Regions from separate parts of the Bactrocera dorsalis genome. Here region 2 is linked to region 1. A link is a contact called in public Hi-C data. All regions are on one chromosome and are shown on one strand. Each heading gives the region's core, a stretch centred on a gene start, on an enhancer-like site or on the middle of the called end of the contact. The rest is flanking DNA. Distances are from core to core; before and after follow the strand shown.

Region 1 (4,638 bases), core at 824-3,323:
CGAATCATCCGCATTCATATCTTCAATATCCACTATCGAATCCTCCTCTTCATCATGTTCATGCTCACCATCGTGCTCGTGCTCATTGTAATCATCATCATACTCCAGCTCCGAGTCCACCGAGCTGCCGATGGGCGAGTGACGTTCATGTTTCGCCAGCAACGCTGTGGCCGATGAGGAGGAGGACGTGTCCGCGCTGGGGCCGCTCATATGTGTAGCGGGTGAGCCAAGACGTGATGTTGCCGCATGATGTTGTTGTTGCGCGTTGCTACTGCTACCGCTCTCCGTGGTAACTAGATTGGTAGGCGCTTCCGCTGAGCTGCTGCTCAACGTGTGGCGCAAGTGAGCCGTTGCGCCGTGCAAATGTGGCGCTGTGCCACTGTTGGCCGCTGCCGCGACCGCCGCCTGTTGTGCTGCAGCGGCGGCAGCCACCGCGGCGGCATGTTGTTGTTGCGCGTGTGCGGCTGCCGCGGCATGCAACAAATGCGCATGATGTGCCACGGCGGCGGAATGGAAGTGCGCGTGTGGATGCTGATGTGGCGGATGGTTGGCAGCGTGTGGCGCCAAAGGTTGCGTGCCATGTGCGGCGTTGGGTGAGGCGGGTGAGGAGCCTGCCGGCGAAACAGGTGACAACGTGACGGCTGGTGTGTGGCTGGACAAATTGCGCGGCTCCATTTGCATGCCGTCCGCGCTGTGGGTGCGTGAGGGGGACAAATTTGCTGCTGGTCGCGTGTCGGCTAAGAGTGAAGCGACGCTGAAATTACTCAGACGCGAGCTGGTTTTATTCAACTGATGCGGGTGACTATGCGGTGACTGTGTGTGTAGCGGCAACAATTGTTGCTGCAACGTTTGCTGTTGCTGATGTGTTAGGAGGAGTGTGGAGGGTGATGTGGGGCTGCTGTTGCTACCGCTGCGATTGAGACTTGTATTATTGTTGTTGCTGTTGCTGTTGCTGTTATTGTTGCCGCCAATTAGATGTGCGGGACTGACCACCAGCGTGCTGGGGCTGGTCATTGTCATGGTGGTGGTGATGGCGGCGGACGCTGTTTGCGGCGGTACCGTCGGGCTTGTCATGCTTGTGCGTAAACCAGTGACAGTCATTCCTGTGGATGACAGCTTTAACATGGGGCAGCGGGGTGGCGAAAGTGTAACTGGCGCTGGCGTTTCGTTAATTTTGCACAATATTAAATTTTAATTTTTTTTATAAATTTTTTATTTATACAATAAAAGATGTCACAGTGCACAACTGCTTGACTTCGAATACAACAACATATTTTTTACTGTTTCGTACTCTGCAAAGCGCTTGAGTTGACGTAATGAAATTTGTTCAACACTCCTGTGCGCTTTTTCGCAATTTTTTTTTGTTTTTACTTTCGGCTCACTGCAATTTTGTTCAATTTGTTTCAATTTTAATTTTTTGTTTTTGTATTTCGCTTTTCACGCTCAAATTGGCTTGTCACCTTTGTTGGCTTTGTCGCTTGCAAATTTGTTAGCTTTCAACTAAAGCGTTTTAATTAATCTTTAATTAATGACTAATGCGACCGTGCGCGCGCGTTCTCATTAACGTTACAACAAAACGAAAGCACCATGCATTTGCAGTCAGGATTTTAAAACCAGTTTTTGTAGTGTGTGTGTGTATGTGTTTATTTTTAATTAATTGTTTTTTTTTTTTTTTTTAATTTTTAACTGTAAAACAATTCCGACGTTTGCAATTTCTTATCAAAATCAAATAAAAAATATTCAAAATTGTTTTCGTATTCAACACTTATTAATCAAACGATTTGTCACTGCTTAATCGAGCCACTGGCTGTTTTACTTTGCTTTTGGCGTAGCGGTAAAATGTACGGCTGGCGAGCGTGCACAAACGAACGGACAACACATCCGTTTAAGATCACGACTGGTCTACAACTGAATTATTTTCATACTCACAAACCCAAGTGCCTGAGCATTGAGGCGTTTGTAGAAACAGAGCGAACTCGGTCGCTCCGCGCAACATGCACAGCCGACACTTACACACCAACACACATTCACCACCACCAGACCGGTTTGCTGTGGTGCACATGCGGTGGTAGCTCTGAGCAGCGCAACCGGCTGTGTGTGCGTGTTTCCATGTAGGTGAGCCTTGGAGCCCTAGTCATGCAAGCAAGCCTTCGACGAGGGTGGAAGGCAGGCTGCTGGCCAGTCATATGAGTCGAAACGTCCATTCATTGAAATACAGCGCTGAGGCATGTACCACCACCACCACTTATAACAGCGGCTACAACAAAAACAAAAACAGTTTCGATATTTTCAATATTCACAGCAGCGCTGGCCTTACGTTAATTTGCGAGTGCGAGCGTGTTGGCTATAGTTTTATGAGATGCTCGTATTCCGCACGGCAATGGACGCGAGCGCTAGAGTGTGTTGCTTCTAATTGGTTTATGCGTGCAATAACAAAAACAACGAAGTGTTAGACTATTGTAGTAAAAACAGTGAAGTACGTGTATGCGAGACTGATAGTGTTTGAGGAGATGGGAAGCGGTGCAAAAGTTGAGCTATTAAGTTGATTTTATATATTTTTCGAGATGCTGAGAGCAATTCGAAAACAATAGACTTCTTGAATGATGTAATTTGTTTTGATAACAGACATTGTAATATAACTGTATTGAAAATAATTATAATAAATAAAAAATAATAATAATTTAAAAAAAAATAAAGTAAATGCGTATAAAAAAATAATTTACAAAAGTGTATATGAATACCAAAAAAAAGGATTAGAAAAAATAAATAAAATATTTTACTCAACAAAAAAGCATACAAAAACAAAAATTTTAAAACAATTCTTTTTGACTACCTAATATAAATTGAAAATTTTTCAAAAAATGCAGATATAATTTCTTCAATAAAAAAATTCCAAAAAATGGTTTTTGACGGCCATTTCAAATCGAAAATCTTTCGAAAAATGTTTCATGATTTCCAAAAAAAATATTCGATCATTAGTATTTGACTGCCATTTAAAAGTCAAAAACTGTTTGCAAGAATTTCTCAATAAAATAGCTGTTGAAATAATAACAGTAATAAAACTGCAAACAAGCATAACAAATACGCGGCAACAAATTAAAACAAAAATTCATAATTTTTCACTACTACTTCATCGCGCTCTTGCTATTCTTTTCACACCCATCACCTGCCGCCCTTCACTAATTGCAGGCTCGCACGCGCTCTGTTACACTCGCATAAGCATGCTGCTCTCAAGTATTTTTTCATATATTTTGTTTTTTTTGTTCAACAACGGTATGTGTATCTATTGGATATTCATGCATATAAAAAAGCAAATGCAATTCCCCACTTGACTCGCTCACTTACTCACTCACTCACTCACTCACCGTTGATGGCAGACAATTGGAAGCGCGCACTGGTCACCGCCCCTTGTACTGTACTCACGAAAATGCAGCCGCACTCATACAAGCCAACTCACTCACTTCAACACACGTAAGCACACACTCATTTCTGGCATCCGTTAGTTGCGCTCACTTGTCTGCACTCAGCGCTGGAAACAGCCAACGTTTTCCAGTGTGGTGTGCTGTGGTGAGTTTGCTTTGGCAGTTTGCTTGTGTTTTTTTTTGTTGTTCGCTGCTCTCTAAAGGCGGAGAAATGTTGACAACCAGCCATTTAAAAGCGTCGATTGCTTCTAATTGCATTTATTGTCTTTGCAAAGTATTTTTTCTTTATTTTTATTTACGATGGATTACGTATGCAAGTCCATAAATGCATACATACGTATTTATACCCTGCAGGAAGTGGCAAATGACATAAATTTGTGTTTCATACGTTATATGAAATCTTAATAAGGGTTATGCATATGGTAATTGGTGAGCGAGATACCCTGACTTTATACATACATATGTAGACATATATGTATATATAATAGCAATACCATTTTAATAAAAATATTCTTTGGAAGTTAAGAATATTTACCAAAAATACTCGTGTTCATAAATATAAAAGGTTTCAATTTATTTAATGAGTGAATGAAAAATTTTGCAAATTTAGTTTATGGCTCTTATAATGTTGACTGTTTAACTATAGAATCGAACATATGTATATAATTTTATGGAATAAATGGGTCTCGGGTAGGAAAATGCTTAATAATAAAATCTTTTTGTGATGAGAATATGATTCTATTATAAAAAATTGCATACTTGTTTAAGAGGGAGAAACTTTTTTGAACTAAAAAATCTTGATTTAGACAAATTTTTGAGTGATATTCGAAACTATTATTTGGATTACGGTGTGTGTATTTAAGGCCATTACTTTCTCAACTAAAAAAAAGGCAAAAAGGTGAGAAGCAGACTCTTAAAATTTTAAAGTTTGTATGCATATTAAAAGTTGTCTGCTCCTAACTTTCCATTTAAATGAGAAGAAGAAAAAAGTCTGCTTCTCTTTTTTATAACTTCACATTTGAGCATTGTAAAAGTGCACTGAAAAATTATTATGGCAGTAAATTGGCCTTTCTACCATTCAGATACAATACAAATTTCAGATAAAAATTATTATGTTTTTTCATTTAGTGCTTAGTCTATAGTCTATCTTTAGTACTGTTTGTAATGGAATTTTATCTTATAACTACAATAAAAATAATTCCTAGTGTAAAATTTT
Region 2 (4,473 bases), core at 633-3,132, 200 kb after region 1:
AATTAAAAAAGCAGCGAAGTTATGACATCTCGCAGCAACAACAACAACAACAGCAGTAAAAATTGCAATTCGTGCAATGCATGCGATCGATCAGTTGCCACAATTGGCGACAATTGTAACATAAAAACATGTGTTTGTATGTGTATATCATATCATGTGGCAAGCACATGAATATTTTGGTGGCAAGCTACCGGCATGATACCAATATCAATAGCTGATAGCCGGCGATCGGCGGTTCGCCATGTGGAGCTTACATATCTACTGTTATGTAAGCGGCATTTCTATACATACATAAGTATATGAATGTATATATGTATAGTATATTAATATACATATATACATATATAGTGAGTGATATATATAATAAATATATGTAATAAGTTTCACTGGCCCGCTAGGGTCTGTTACTGTTTTTACTGTTGCTGCCGCTCAGCGCCAGTTATGGTTTATATTATATTTGTTGCATGCCACCATTGGAGTGATGGACTTACTACGGCAGCTGAGCGCATAATTGCAGGTTGGTGGACTTGCAAAATAGCCAAATGCGGTGCGCTAATATAACGCTGGTTGTTGTAAAGCAACAACAACAACAACAACGACATAAACAACAATAATAATAAAAACAACAACAACAAAAACATAAGGCAAACCATTGCGAAGTTGTTGTAATACAACAACAAAAAGCCCAACAACAACAACAAATAATAACAATTATAAGGGAAAAGAAATAAAACAGCTACACCAACAACAATTATAAAGCATGTTAATGGCATATAAAATGGTTGGCTTGCAAAAGGCTTTAATTAAAAGCTAATTGCGAGCAATTTGCAGCGCAATCCAACTCATTTTCCAGAAACTTTTCCACACTTAATACAACAACAACAACAAGTACAAAAAAATAACTAACAACTAATAGCCGTTGCAATACGTGTCTACCGTCAGTCTGACTGTCTGTCAGCTAGCAGTGTGTTAGTGCTTCCGAGTAGCACGTAGCGCGCTGCCGCCGCCGCCGCAGCTGCAGCAACACACGCGCTGCTGTCGATTGTTGATTTCATAATATGCCTACGACACTCTGGAGAACTCAAATTAATTGAAAATACTTCAACCAATTTTGGGCACAAAGCAAATAGATGCGTTGCAACTGTAACGTGGCAAGTGAAAAGTGACTGCCACGACAGCAACACAACAAAGGCAGCAACAACAGTCGTGGCAGCAGTGCAGTGAGACAAATGCAGCTGATTGACTGCCGAAAATGGAGTGAAATAAGCTGGAGATAAAGCAAATAAGTGAAACAGAAGCCCAGCAATGATTGGGCTCCAGTCGCCGCTTAACGGTCTGTGCCGTTGACTGTCACACACACACACACACACTTGCAGCGCTGACTGATTGTTAAATGGTAGTTAAATGTCACAATTTCCAGCTGTGGCATGCGAGACGCGTACTAATGCATGCCGCATGCAAGACACATGCCACCGGCCATCAAACAACAACAATAGTGGCAGCAGCAGCGCAAATATGCGGCGACAAAGTGTTTCACTCATTTTGAGCTTAACAACTCAGTAAACACATACACACACACACACAATTGTTGCACTTTGATGACACATTACTGCAAGCTGCAGACTGTTGCAGCTGAAGCGCCAAACGCTGTGTGGCAATAGCGTCGGCCATTGGCAGTTACAACATTTCTCATTGTTTTTGTTTTTGTTGTCGCTGTCATTTGTTTACTTGTTTGCAAGCAAATGTGTACACGTACTCGTCATCTTCATCGGCATCGCCATCACCAACGCCGCGCGATCGCCATCATCGCCACCATCGTCGTGCGCTAAGTACGCGTGTGTTGCTGCCAATCGCCGCTGGCCACGTTCGTGTGTTGCCCGCATTGGTCATACACACGTACGCACACACACACACTCAAGCGCTTATATGATTTGTAGGAAAGCAAACCCCATTCCAATGGCAATTAACGACAAATGACCAATTAATTTGTGCAATTTACAACAACAACAATAACTACAAGGTAAATTGCTGTGCTGTGCAAATATCCAAGTGTAGTGACAGCACTCGCTGCCTCGCTGTTTTTGGCAAATCTGGCTATCCACCTTTGTGATCGATGCGTCGCTGTTGGCATGAGCGATGACGGTGCAGCTGCACAACAGCTGTTTGGCAACTTGTTATTTTTTTATGGATACAGCGATTTTACTTTTTTCGATAAGCAATATAGTCAGTTGAAAGATTTTGAAAATTAATTTGAAATTATTGTAATTCGATCGTAAGGTATTCTGTACAATTTGCGGCTTGGAGAAAGCTTGTTGCAACTAAATGCAATCTGTGGCATCTCTGTGCCATTTTTAGAAATATTTGTTTCATACATGCATGTGTACTTATTTAAAAAACCAAATTCGTTTATTAATTTTTTAATTCTTCTGGAATATAGAACCCAGCAAGTCGCTGCTACCGGAACTCCAATGCATTGCAGGCATTGGTGCGAAAACTGGCATATACACACTGTGCAACACATAAGGCTTTTCAATAAGAAAGGAATTAGCGATCTAACGTGCCTAAGCGTTTCGATTGGAATTGTCAATCTGGTCTTAACAAACTCATAGAAACTTTAACCGAAATCTCTTGTAGGTATTGGATAGTTAACCGATAGTTAGCTGGTAGGGTTACTGGTTTCGAAAAATGTGTATATGCATTCGCATTTATTATTGTAATCCAATATTTAATTGATTACTAACCGGATAATTAATCGGTTACTTAACGGATAGTTGGCTAGTGGAGTTACTGGTTTCGAAATTTTTTTATATGTATTCGCATTTATTATTGTAATCCAATATTTTATTGATTAATAACCGGATAATTAACCGGTTACTTAACCGATAGTTGCCAGGTAGGGTTATTGGTTTCGAAAAATTTGTATATGTATTTGCCAATATTTTTATAATCCAATATTAAATTGATTGATAACCGGATAAATATCTTGTTACTTAACCGATAGTTGGCTGGTAGGGTACAACCAGCAACAACAACAAAGTGGCAACAGCGCAATAATTATAATACAATAAAAATGCCACAAAATGCAAACATGAAAAATAATAAAAAATTAAAATAATAAATTTTACACCCACACACACATAAATAAAAGTGAGGAGGAGAAGTGCTGAGGAGATAAGCCCAACGAAAATAAAATAATAAAAATATAATTGCAGTCAAATTAGTTTGTTGCATTTAAAATTGCGCGACATACGCCAAGGCAATAATAGCAAAATAATGGTGGCAGCAGCAACAACAACAAACACGCTAAAAAAACGACAACAATAACAAAAGTAAGCACAGCACAACAAAACGGCAAACAAATAAATTCGCAAATAAACACATTGCAAGTCGATTCCTTGTAATTTGTTGTTGTTGTGGCATAAACTTGCCAACGAGTGATGGCGAGCGCGGTGAAGCAAGTGGGTGGGGTGTGTGTGTTGCTTATTGTGGAGGGTGCCAGCTTATTTGCCGCGCTGCCATGAGGGTGTGTCTTAAGTCACGTTGTTGTTGTTGGTATTACCATTGTTTGCTTTTATTGGCTTGGCTTGAAGGCTGACTAGCTGACGAACAGCTGGACGGACGAACGGTTGCCAACAACGTGTTGTTCACACAAAACCCACCTACAATGTTTGAGAGGTAAGTAAACACACAGTTTTTGACTTGCCACACTGGCAGCTAGGAGCAGACATGCCACAACAGCTTACGCCCATATAAAAGCATAGAAATATGTATATGCTTGTATTTACATATGTATGTGTATATATGTATATGTATTTATATAATGTAAGCGTATGTGTGTATATATGTATACATACAATGTAAGTATGTGTGTGTAGACACTTGTTTGCCACGCCAAGCGCGACGGACACACGCAACCGAGCAGGCAAATTTTCGCAAATAAGTATAAGCATAATTATTTGTTGTTGTTGTTGTCGTTGTTGTTTTTTGTTTGTTTAATTTGTTGCCGCTTGGCGCATGCAATTGCAAATGGCAACAACAACACCAACAACTACAGCAAATTTCACTAAATTGACTTTGATGGTTGCAAGCAGCAGTTGAAAGTTGAGGTGTTGATGGTTGACGGCAGATTGGGCCGGAGATGGTGTTTGGTGATGGCATTGCTACCGGTGTTTTGTTGTTTCTTGGCATTGCACGTGATGGCGTCTGGCCGCTAATGTTGGCGCTTCGTGCAACTTTTCTACTTTTAGCAGTTGGTTGCAAGTACATGGTGACGCGTTGGCGCATCAAATTGCCAACCGGTGACTCTGAGACGCTTGACTGTTGGTGGCGACACGGCAGGGCGTTGCTAGAGCCCAGACGCCAGCGCTAATAATATTTGCATTTTGCACGCCATCTGCAACAAAATGCAACAACAACAACAAGTATGCGGCAAGTGGCATGCCACACACATACAAATTTACGCTTGGCATGCCA

The links. A called contact is a pair of places that touch in the nucleus more often than the background predicts.
Region 2: a Hi-C map of whole body shows a contact between it and region 1, with 4 times the contacts expected there. The contact joins the promoter of LOC125776532 here to the promoter of LOC105227525 in region 1. A contact is called at or near these places in 2 of 2 Hi-C or Micro-C datasets (both in whole body).

Annotation. Positions count from the first base shown.
Region 1 is chr2:10,708,465-10,713,102 of ASM2337382v1, forward strand. It overlaps LOC105227525 (muscle segmentation homeobox), which reads right to left and starts at 2,074. Exons shown (of 1, transcript XM_011206886.4): 1 at 1-2,074. The coding sequence starts at 1,125.
Region 2 is chr2:10,910,990-10,915,462 of ASM2337382v1, forward strand. LOC125776532 (homeobox protein H17) reads right to left here and starts at 1,883. Exons shown (of 2, transcript XM_049449076.1): 1 at 1,757-1,883. The coding sequence starts at 1,883.